Regions from separate parts of the Bos taurus genome. Here region 1 is linked to region 2. Evidence: chromatin contacts called from public Hi-C data. All regions are on one chromosome and are shown on one strand. The core of a region is the stretch at or near the end of the contact, and the rest is flanking DNA. Distances in the headings are between cores, read along the strand shown. Region 1 has its middle 25 kb from the start of MTMR9. Region 2 has its middle 27 kb from the start of TDH.

Region 1 (5,286 bases), core at 2,693-5,192, 140 kb before region 2:
TGTTGGCCATCTGTATGTCATCTTTGAAGAAATGTCTATTTAGATCTTATGCCCATTTTTTGATTGGGCTGTTTGTCTTTTGTTATCGAGTTGTATGAACTATTGGTATAATTAAGCCCTGTTGGCCACATCATTTGCAAATATTGATAGTTCCTCTGAATCCATAAATTATCTTTTTGTTTTGTTTATAATCTTACCTAGTAACCATTTGGGGAAAAACCAAAGGTAGTGGGCATTCCAAAAAAAAAAAAGGTTCTCAACTGCAATTAAAACTAAACTAAAAAGTAGAGGAATGGAGTTTCTAGGGCACTGAAACTATTCTGTATAATACAATAATGATGGGCATATGCCCAATAAAGGACAGAAATGGTATGGACCTAACAGAAGCAGAAGATATTAAGAAGAGGTGACAAGAATACACAGAAGAACTATACAAAAAGGATCTCCATGACCCAGATAACCACGATGGTATGATCACTCACCTACAGCCAGACATCCTGGAATATGAAGTCAAGTGGGCCTTAGGAAGCATCACTACGAACCAAGCTAGTGGCGTGATGGAACTCCAGTTGAGCTATTTCAAATCCCAAAAGATGCTGCTGTGAAAGTGCAGCACTCAATATGCCAACAAATCTGGAAAACTCAGCAGTGGGCACAGGACGGGAAAAGGTCAGTTTTCATTCTAATCCCAAAGAAAGGCAATGCCAAAGAATGTTCAAACTATCACACAACTGTACTTATCACACACGGTAGCAAAGTAATACTCAAAATTCTCCAAGCTAGGCTTTCAACAGTACATGAACCAAGAACTTCCATATGTTCAAGCTGGTTTTAGAAAAGGCAGAGGAACCAGAGGTCAAATTGCCAACATATAAAAAGCAAGAGAGTTACCGAAAAACATCTACATCTGCTTTCTTGATTATGCCAAAGCCTTTGACTGTGTAGATCACAACAAACTGTGGAAAATTCTTCAAGAGATGGGAATACCAGACCACCTGACCTGCCTCTTGAGAAATCTGTATGCAGGTCAGGAAGCAACAGTTAGAACGGGATATGGAACAACAGACTGGTTCCAAATTGGGAAAGGAGTACATCAAGGCTGTATATTGTCATCCTGCTTATTTAACTTCTATGCAGAGTACATCATTCGAAATGCCAGGTTGAATGAAGCACAGACTGGAATCAAGATTGCTGGGAGAAATATCAATAATATCAGATATGCAGATGACACCACCCTTATGGCAGAAAGCTAAGAACTAAAGAGCTTCTTGATGAAAGTGAAAGAAGAGAGTGAAAAAGTTGGCTTAAAACTTAACATTTAAAAAACTAAGACTGTGGCATCCTGTCCCACACTTCATGGGAAATAGATGGGGAAACAATGGAAACAGTGACAGACTTTATTTTCTTGGGCTGCAAAATCACTATGGATGGTGACTGCAGCCATGAAATTAAAAGAAGCTTGCTCCTTGGAAGAAAAGCTGTGACCAACGTAGACAACATATTAAAAAGTAGAGAGTATCTAGTCAAAGCTATGGTTTTTCCAGTCGTCATGTATGGATGTGAGAGTTGGACTATAAAAAAAGCTGAGCGCCAAAGAATTGATGCTTTTGAAAAGTGGTGTTGGAGAAGAGTCTTGAGAGTCCCTTGGACTGCAAGGAGATCCAACCAGTCCATCCTAAAGGAGATCAGTCCTGGATGTTCATTGGTAGGACTGACACTGAAGCTGAATCTCCAATACTTTGTCTACCAGATGTGAAGAGGTGACTCATTGGAAAAGACCCTACTGCTGGGAAAGATTGAAGGCAGGAGAAGAAGGGGATGACAGAGGATGAGATGGTTGGATGGCATCATTGACTCGATGGACATGAGTTTGAGCAAGCTTGGTGTTGGTGATGGACAGGGAGGCCTGGCGTGCTGCAGTCCATGGGGTCGCAAAGAATCAGACAAGACTGAGTGACTGAACTGAACTGACTAAAGAGTGAACACTAATGTAAAATGTGGATTTAGTTGTTAACAATGCTTCAGTATTGGTAATCAACAAATGTACCCCACTAATAAAAGATGTAAATAATAGGGGAAACTTCAGAGTCGGTGTGGATAGGATAAAAGGATTAGGAGGGAGATAAAGAGTCTATTAATTTAAAAAGAGAAACGATCAATTTATTAAGATAAAAACAAAGGTATCAAAAAACAGGAAGTGTCCATTGTCTTGACCTAATATATTTTATAGTAACCAGTCCTGAAGGTAATATTACCACCGTTAGGAATTTGCATAAAGTGGGGAGGATCCAAGACCTAAACGGAGTCTGTACAAATGTTAGCAGACTCTTAGGAGAGGCCAGAGCACACCCCAGGGGATGCGGCAGGCACAGCTCACAGCCATCACCTGTCACTGAGGAGCGCAGGGACAACATCGAGGCTGGCAGCTCACCATCTACCGCAGGATCAGCCGGGCATCGTTCATTCATTCATGCAAAGAGTGGGGTACCGCGCTCCAGGTGGACACCATGCTCCTCACAGGCGCCGCCCTCCCTTATGATGGCCCAGGACTGGTCCAGGACAGGTGCTCTCCCACTGCGGCAGAGAGCTCTGTCTGCAGGCTTTCGGGGCCCATCACATCTTCCTCCCAGAGTCTCTCCACGCCTTGCTCCTGATAGCCTTGTACCCAAACAGTGTTTAAAGGCCAGAGTTATTTAACCCTTTGAAACTCTTATCAAGAACGTTATTAAGCAACGTTTATGATTTTTACTTTCTTTGTGAGTGTCATGAAGTGTCATATGTGTTCATATGGCAGGAATACATAAGCCCAAACCATGTGAACATGAGCTTAGTTTCTTTTTTTTCTTATAAATTAAAATTTTTTTCTTTGGGAAATTTCCAGATACATAGAAATTACTCCCCAGTCTCCTCAGTTGGAACTTAAGGTCTCAGGTCAATTAGGGATCTGTTGACATTAAAAAATACATAATCATGGTTATTATTAAAAACTTACAGGAAATGCAACACTGTAAACCTTATCCAGGCAGAAAAGGTGGGGTGAGTCCATTGGTTTGCATTGGTTTGCAGGATTTTACACAAATCCATTAGTTGTAACTCTCATGAATACTCAGGCTTGTATTTACCGTCTTAAATATACCATGTAAGTAATGATAACCTGACAAGTATAAGAAATTTAGGACATCCTATTCAGTCAAGCTTGTGGTAGGATAATAATTGCATAACTAAGATGTTATATTTAAATTATATTGTACATTATGATAAAATCAGATGTATAAATTTTAAAAAGCAAAATTCATAATTGATTAGTAGTATTAGGTGAATCTGAAATATAGATTTTTATATAACTTTCTTATACTAAATAATATTAAAACTCTTAAAACACAAGCTTAGGCTTCCAGAGGGTTTGATTCAGGAGGCTTGGGGAAGAGCCTGGGGTTTAGCTCAGGAAATCCTAGTGTAAATGTTTTGTCCCCCACAGTTTAAGAAACACCTCCTACAGCCAAGAATGATCTGTTGTTGCTGTCAGGGTCACCCTGAGGGGATGAAGACACGCAGGAGGAGGCTCTCAAACAAAAACAGTCAAAGAGCAGGATGTAGAAAGCAGTCTTGGGACTTCCCCTGGGGCCCAGGGGTTAAGACTCTGCCCTCCCAATGCAAGGGCGCAGGGAGTGTGGGTTTGATCCCTGGTTGAGGAACTAAGATCACACATGCTGTACAATGTGGGAAATAAAAAGGGGGGCAGTGTCTGCGCCTGCAGGGCCGTCGTCCTGCACCTCAGACCTGCCTTCCTAGAGGACCTGCGCAGGTCACCTTGGAGGAGGCGGGCTATCAAAACGCCCTTTCCTGGAATCCATTAAAGGGGAGGGGATCTGTATTTCTCACCATCACAAACCGTTTAAGCTTTCTGAGAACAGTGCTAGGATCAAAAGAGAAGGTGCCCAGCTGAACTGCAAACAGTGCCCTGCTTTCAATTTTGTTAATAGTTGATATGTAGCAGGAGCACATCCTGTACCGGGCACTTTGATTTATTTGTATTTACTTGTGGCTGCGCCCGGTGGCATATGGAATCATAGTTCCCCGACCATGGATGAAACCAGGGCACCCTGCATTGCAAGTGCGAAGTTTTCATGACGGGACCACCAGGGAAGTCCCTGGCCGCTGTTATGTATTTTAAATAATTATGTGATTTTATTTAATCCTCTTGATAGCTCTGGGAGGCCTGTGTTCTTCATTGGATAGGTGGGAACCTGAAGCTCAGAGAGGTTCAGTAAGTTGCCTGAGTTCACACAGGTGCTAAGTGTTGAGGCAGGGTTCCACTTCCTTCTTGCAGCTGACGGCCTGTGGGCCACAGCCTGGCCCACACAGTTGTCCCCAGGGAATACCCTCTGGTAAAGTGACCCAGACTTAGGGGTCCAGGCTCTGCTTAGGCCACGTTCCCCGGCTCCTTTAGTGATTCTCCTGCAGCAGACAGACATGGAAGACTGTGTCCAGGATGAGGCTACCACCGAGATGCGGAGGCTATGAGGGCAAGCTGATGAGCTGTGACCCAAACATGAGACAGATGAGACCTGTGTCACTGTTGCTGAAAACCTGGGCTCTGTGCCCTGGTGCCAAACAGAAGCATGGAGAAAGAGCCTTGGAGGTGGAGAAAAGAGAAGCTTTATCACTTTGCGCAGCAAAGGGGGTCCCGGCAGGCTAATACCCACAAGACCATGCCCTCCTTCCTGGGAACGAGGAAGGGGTCTTGTAGTTTCAGGGTGGGAGATAAGGATCAGGGCTGATGTGGTCTTGCCGTCTGCTTTCCTCAGATGCCGGCTGAGATCATTAGGGCCAGCATCATGTGGCTCCAGAATAGGTTCTGGTGATCCGCAAGGTTGTCGTTTCATGACCTTCTTTCTGGAATGAAGAATGCCCACAAAGGAAAGGGGTGCTAGGAAGCGTTGTCTTGGAGAGGTAAACATCAGGTCATAGTACAACTTTAACCAGAGGGCAGTCATCTTCAGAGTGCAGTTCGGTAAGAAAGAGAGGGGAAAATAACATCTACAGGAGACCAGCTGAATGGGCAGAAGGAATAAGTGCTGAGGAGCGGTTATCATAATGGGGATGCCTCAACTAGTTTATACTACAGCATCACCTAAAGAACCAAGATGGGGGAGTGAGAAGGACCAGAGCTGTCTTTGTTGACCTTTGTCAATTAGTTCTTAATCTTTGTTGTTACACAGGTGGTTGTTGTCTTTTAAATAAAAAAGACCATCTACATTAGTCTGCTAGGACTGCCATAATAAA
Region 2 (5,203 bases), core at 492-2,991:
GGAACATCCAGGAAAAGGAGAGGGAACCCAGGCGAAGTCCTCCAGGTCTGTCCCCAGAATCTGGGACCTGTACGACGGCATCCTTGGAGCCATCCAGGACAGGGAGGCCTTTAGGCAATAACCTGATAAAACACCTAAGGAGGATCAGCTAGATGGAGGAGACACACGAGGCAGGGTGTAGGGAGGGTGCAGAGCTGTCATGCCCTCCCTGGGTGTGCCACCCCCCAGATGCTCCCTGGACCCCTTCAGTCAGGGTTTGAGTGTGAGTGTGAGTGAAAGTGAAAGTGAACGTGTTAGTCACTCAGTCATGTCTGACTCTTTGCGATCCCATGGACTGTAGCCCGCCAGGCTCCTCTGTCCATGGGATTCTTCAGGCAAGAATACTGGAGTGGGTTGCCATGCCCTCCTCCAGGGGATCTTCCTGACCCAGGGATTGATTAAATAGGGATCAAAAAACAAACTCTCAGCTGCACATAAATGCTACATTTTTCAGAGTAGAAGGTGCTGGCTGTCATCAGATTCTCAAAGGGTCCTTCTCCAACACAACGGATAAAGAACCATCATGTGAGGGATCCTCGTGTATGAATTTGGAGGAAAATGCAGACAACTCACGTTAGGGGGCACATCTGGGGGGCTAGGCTGGCCATCTCCCCCGACCCCCTGCCACTGGGCCCTGGGTACCAGGCCACAGCCGGACAGTCGTCCACAGCCCCAGCTGTGGTCGGCCAGGACAAAGCACGGTAGGTCGTGTGCCCGTGCCTGGCACAGTTCCCAGGCCCCACTTAGCTTATCAGCCTCTCTGCCCTTGCCTTGAGGCTCAGACCTTGTGAGCTGATAGCATCCTCTCCTCCTGCCAGAGTCAACACTGCCTATGAAGCTGGTGGCGCTCCCAGAGAGGGGGCTGGATGTGGTCTTGTCGCCGAGGTGCCGGGTGTGTTTGGCCTCATCTCAACAGGCCCCTTTGGCTTCTCTCCTCATCTCCCTGCTCCCGAGGTCCTGTAGTGCTTATGTGGGTCAATGGATCCAAGGGTGACAATTCCTCCCTGTCTAGGGTCCCCTGGGGGGTCTGTTGTCAAGATCCACCGTTTTCAAATCTCGGCCCCTTGGACATTTTGTCTCACTGGTGGGAACCCTGGTAGAGCCTGTGCTTGCAGACACCAGAGCCGTGTGCAGGGGAGCAGCATCCCGGGGCAGGCAGCTCTGAACCTGTGTTTAGCAAATGTCTCCAGCTTGTGATGGGACATAGTGGAGAGGGGATGGTGATCAGTCGAGTACCTGCGGGCTCAGGAATTCTATGTGCTGTCAAAGCAGCCAAGGCCTCCAACTCCGTGCCAGCACCGTGTCATACAATAGCGATTTGCTAAGATGCCATGCCAGCGTTCCTGCTGTGTAACCCTGGAAGAAAGAAGCAAGTTCTGCACGTGGTTAAGACTCAGAAGGCATCTGCCAAGAAGTATGGACTGTGCATTGGGGAAATCGGGTCAGGTTGCCTGAGCCAGTTATTACAGGAGTAGTTTATGGCAAAAATCGTAGCTAAGGAACTTAGAAACATGAAAAACCCTGACTTCTCATTCTTTGTGCAGTTAATTTCACAAGTGGGAAGGAGGGAAGCTATGCTGGTTGTTGTTGGGAAATGAGAACAAATAACCAGGTCGGAAACGGTGGCACCAGTATTGGGGGTGGATGCGACCCAGCAACCTCGGGTCAGATCGAACAGAGAGTGGGGGTTACCAGTTCCTCACCTCTGATCAGAGAGCAACCTGAACCCTGAACTCATCTCCAAGTATGCCTGTGAACAAAAACACCCCAGCGGGGCATCAGTAGAAAGTGTGGGAAAGGCGCACCCTGGAAGGGCAGGCTGAAAGTCTCCCCAAGGGCTTTTCACTGGGTGCTGGTTCATAGACGGCCGTCTTCTCACTGTGTCCTCATGCAGTGGAGGCAAGGGGTCCCTTGAGGGGGTCTCTTTTATAAGGACACTAATTCCCCTCTCTGATGGCTCATCCTCTTAACCTAATCACCTCCCAGAGGCCCCATCTCCTCATCCCATCACAACCTGGATTAGGATTCAACATGAATTTTGGGGACACACAAACATTCAGTCCTTCCAATTTACCTGATGCACCCTTAAACCAGGGAGACCCCAGTGACTCCCTGGGTTACATGTATGCTTGATTCTGCCTGTTCTCCTGTCTTGCTACTCAAAGTGAGGTCTACCGGCTGCAGCACCATCCCTGGGAGCTTGTTAGAAATGCAGACTCTGAGGTCACAGACCTGTGAGTTTTAATTAGAATTAACAGGAACCCAGGCAACTCTCAGGCACACGGACATTTTGGAGAAATGCTGGTAAGCTTGATCCCAGAAAAGGTGTGGCCAAGGGAGACACACAGTTGTGGTTGCAAATCCTGACTCCACCCTCCCACCCAGCTGACCCACTGCAGGTTACTCACCTCCTCTGAACCTCAGTGTCCTCGCCTGCAAAATGTGGACAGTCACAGCGCCCAGTTTGTAGGACTGGAAGACGAATTGCATAGGCTGGTGTTTGAGAAGATCCTGGTGTGTAGTGGGTGACTGGTGGGTAAGAATTCTTTTTCTGGAGCTTTCCTCCTGGCAGATTCTTCAGGTATGGAGCTGAGAAAGCAGTGTATTTCTTCAAATGGATGAATTACTCCCAGAAGAATTTATGCTTTTGAACTGAGGTGTTGGAGAAGACTCTTGAGAGTCCCTTGGACAGCAAGGAGCTCAAACCAGTCAATCCTAAAGGAAATCAACCCTGAATTTGGAAGGACTGATGCTGAAGCTGAAGCTCCAATACTTTGGCCACCTGATGCGAAGAGCCTACTTATTGGAAAAGACCCTGATACTGGGAAAGATTGGGGGCAGGAGGAGAAGGGGGTGACAAAGGATGAGATGGTTGGATGGCATCACTGACTCAACAGACATGAGTTTGCACAAACTCAGGGAGATAGTGAAGGACAAGGAAGCCTGGCGTGCTGCAGTCTATGGGGTCACAAAGATTTGGACGCGACTGAGTGACTAAACAACAACACTGGTGCAAGATATTGCTTTGGATCATTTACAGAACCTCTCACCTGGGATTGTGCCCAGGGAGCACCCTCGTGCACTGGGATGAGGTTGACAAGTGTCGGGAGGGCGCTCCCTGCGGTGGGGAAGGAGATCCACCCCCTCTGACTGCCCGTGACCACGTGGCAAGCGGTGGCCCAGCCCCTCAGAAACCCAGTGGCTGATCAGATCTGTCCAGGCGCAGCCTGACACCCATGGCAGCTCAGCTCCACATCTCACAGACTTGGGAGAAAGGAGCAGAGGGGCAGGTTCACATCAGCCATTTTAGGAGCTTGGCTGGAAAGGGAGAGAGATCTGTGATAGTTGAGAATCAAAGGATTTTTAAGAAAGATGAGAACTGAAATGTTATGCGGGTAGGGGTAACTAAACTAGCATTTATTCAGCACCTGATATTGTTTCTATAGCTTTACTTTTAATTTATTTTTTTATTAATTCTTTTTTTAATATAAATTTATTTATTTTAATTGGAGGCTAATTACTTTACAATATTGTATTGGTTTTTACCATACATTGATGTGAATCTGCCACAGGTGTACACGTGTTCCCCATCCCTCTGGGTCATTCCAGTCCACCAGCCCCATGCATCCTGTATCATGCATCGAACCTGGACTGGCGATTCGTTTCACATATGATAATACACATGTTTCAATGCCATTCTCCCAAACTATCCCACCCTCGCCCTCTCCCACAGAGTCCAAAAGACTGTTCTATACATCTGTGTCTCTTTTGCTGTCTTGCATACAGGGTTATCGTTGCTGCTGCAGCTGCTGCTAAGTCACTTCAGTTGTGTCCGACTCTGTGCGACCCCACAGACAGCAGCCCACCAGGCTCCCCCATCCCTGGGATTCTCCAGGCAAGAACACTGGAGTGGGTTGCCGTTTCCTTCTCCAATGCATGAAAGTGAAAAGTGAAAGTGAAGTCCCTCAGTCGTGTCCGACTCTTAGCGACCCCATGGACTGCAGCCTACCAGGCTCCTCCATCCATAGGATTTTCCAGGCAAGAGTACTGGAGTGGGGTGCCATCGCCTTCTCCGGGGTTATCATTACCATCTTTCTAAATTCCATATATATGCGTTAGTATACTGTATTGGTGTTTTTCTTTCTGGCTTACTTCACTCTGTATAATAGGGGAAACTGTACGGTAGAACATATCTATAGGAAAGTGCATACAGTTCAAAGTCCAGTTTAAGAAATACTTATAAAGCAAAGTCCTGTGTGGCCACCAACCAGCTCAAGAGGCAGAACCATGCCCGCACCGGAAGCCAGTGTGGACCATGGCCTCCCAGCAGGAGACCACGCATGTCCATGGTACTTTCTTAGTGTCCCTGTTTTAGGCAGGAGGTTCAGGTAGGTTAACTACGTTCCCAGGGTCACACAGATCATAAGCAGTAGAGCCAGAATTCAAACCCATGCGTGTCCGACTGCAGAATGGGACTAAGGATCAGGGCTCCTGCATGGGAATGGGGCAGGACAGGGGCCCAGGCCAAGGTGAGGTGGACAGGGTGAGGCATGGACCCAGAGCCAGAGCTCCCTGAGCAGGGGAGCATACAGGAGAGGTGAAGGGGGAGCCCACCCCACATGCATCTGTCCTCAGGTCCCCCAACTGTGCCTAGCATCCTTGCATCTTCCTAAAACACAGAGAGCTTGGCGAGCAGGTCTGGCCCAGCCAGATCACCAATGAAAGAGCGTCCATGGGAGTGACAGAAAGCCCAGAGGAAGGATGGACCTTCCCCCCAGAGGGAAAGGTCCCAGGGGCTTCAGGGCCCCCTGCTCTCAAGGGTGCTGGGCTGTTTCCAGAGGAAAATGCTCTGCTGGTTTGTTTGAGGTTCATGCTGGGTTTCAGGTGAGATAAGACGGATAACAAGGCCCTGATCAATGGCAGGTCAAGGTAAACCCCACTAGAAAGAGTTAGCATTCAGAGGCGGCCATGTGGCCATTACGCAACCTTCAGATCTGATTTCTGCTTTTCCATAAGCACCTGGGAATTTCCGAGACTTGTTTATATAAAATTAGAACCTCCTATAAGACATGTGACAAATGTCACACCCACCTTTGCCTTCCATCTGCCCACTTCCCACCCAAGCCCTGCAAAGTAAAGTTTATTTTTAGTTTCTTATGCATCT

Evidence for each region. Hi-C and Micro-C count contacts between places; a contact is called where the count stands out from the background.
Region 1: a contact with region 2 is called in a Hi-C map of liver, with 2.1 times the contacts expected there. The contact joins two enhancer-like sites. A contact is called at or near these places in 2 of 11 Hi-C or Micro-C datasets (8-cell embryo and liver).

Annotation. Positions count from the first base shown.
Region 1 is chr8:8,086,632-8,091,917 of ARS-UCD2.0, reverse strand. It overlaps a transcript of MTMR9 not described here. Among named protein-coding and RNA genes, the nearest start is that of MTMR9, 25 kb to the right of the region's middle. Within about 2 kb of position 3,942, at least 2 of the 102 cell types and tissues checked have an H3K27ac peak or open chromatin away from gene starts, as enhancers often do. A contact at or near this core is called in liver, where this site is marked.
Region 2 is chr8:7,941,714-7,946,916 of ARS-UCD2.0, reverse strand. No RefSeq gene overlaps it. Among named protein-coding and RNA genes, the nearest start is that of TDH, 27 kb to the left of the region's middle. Within about 2 kb of position 1,741, at least 3 of the 102 cell types and tissues checked have an H3K27ac peak or open chromatin away from gene starts, as enhancers often do. A contact at or near this core is called in liver, where this site is marked.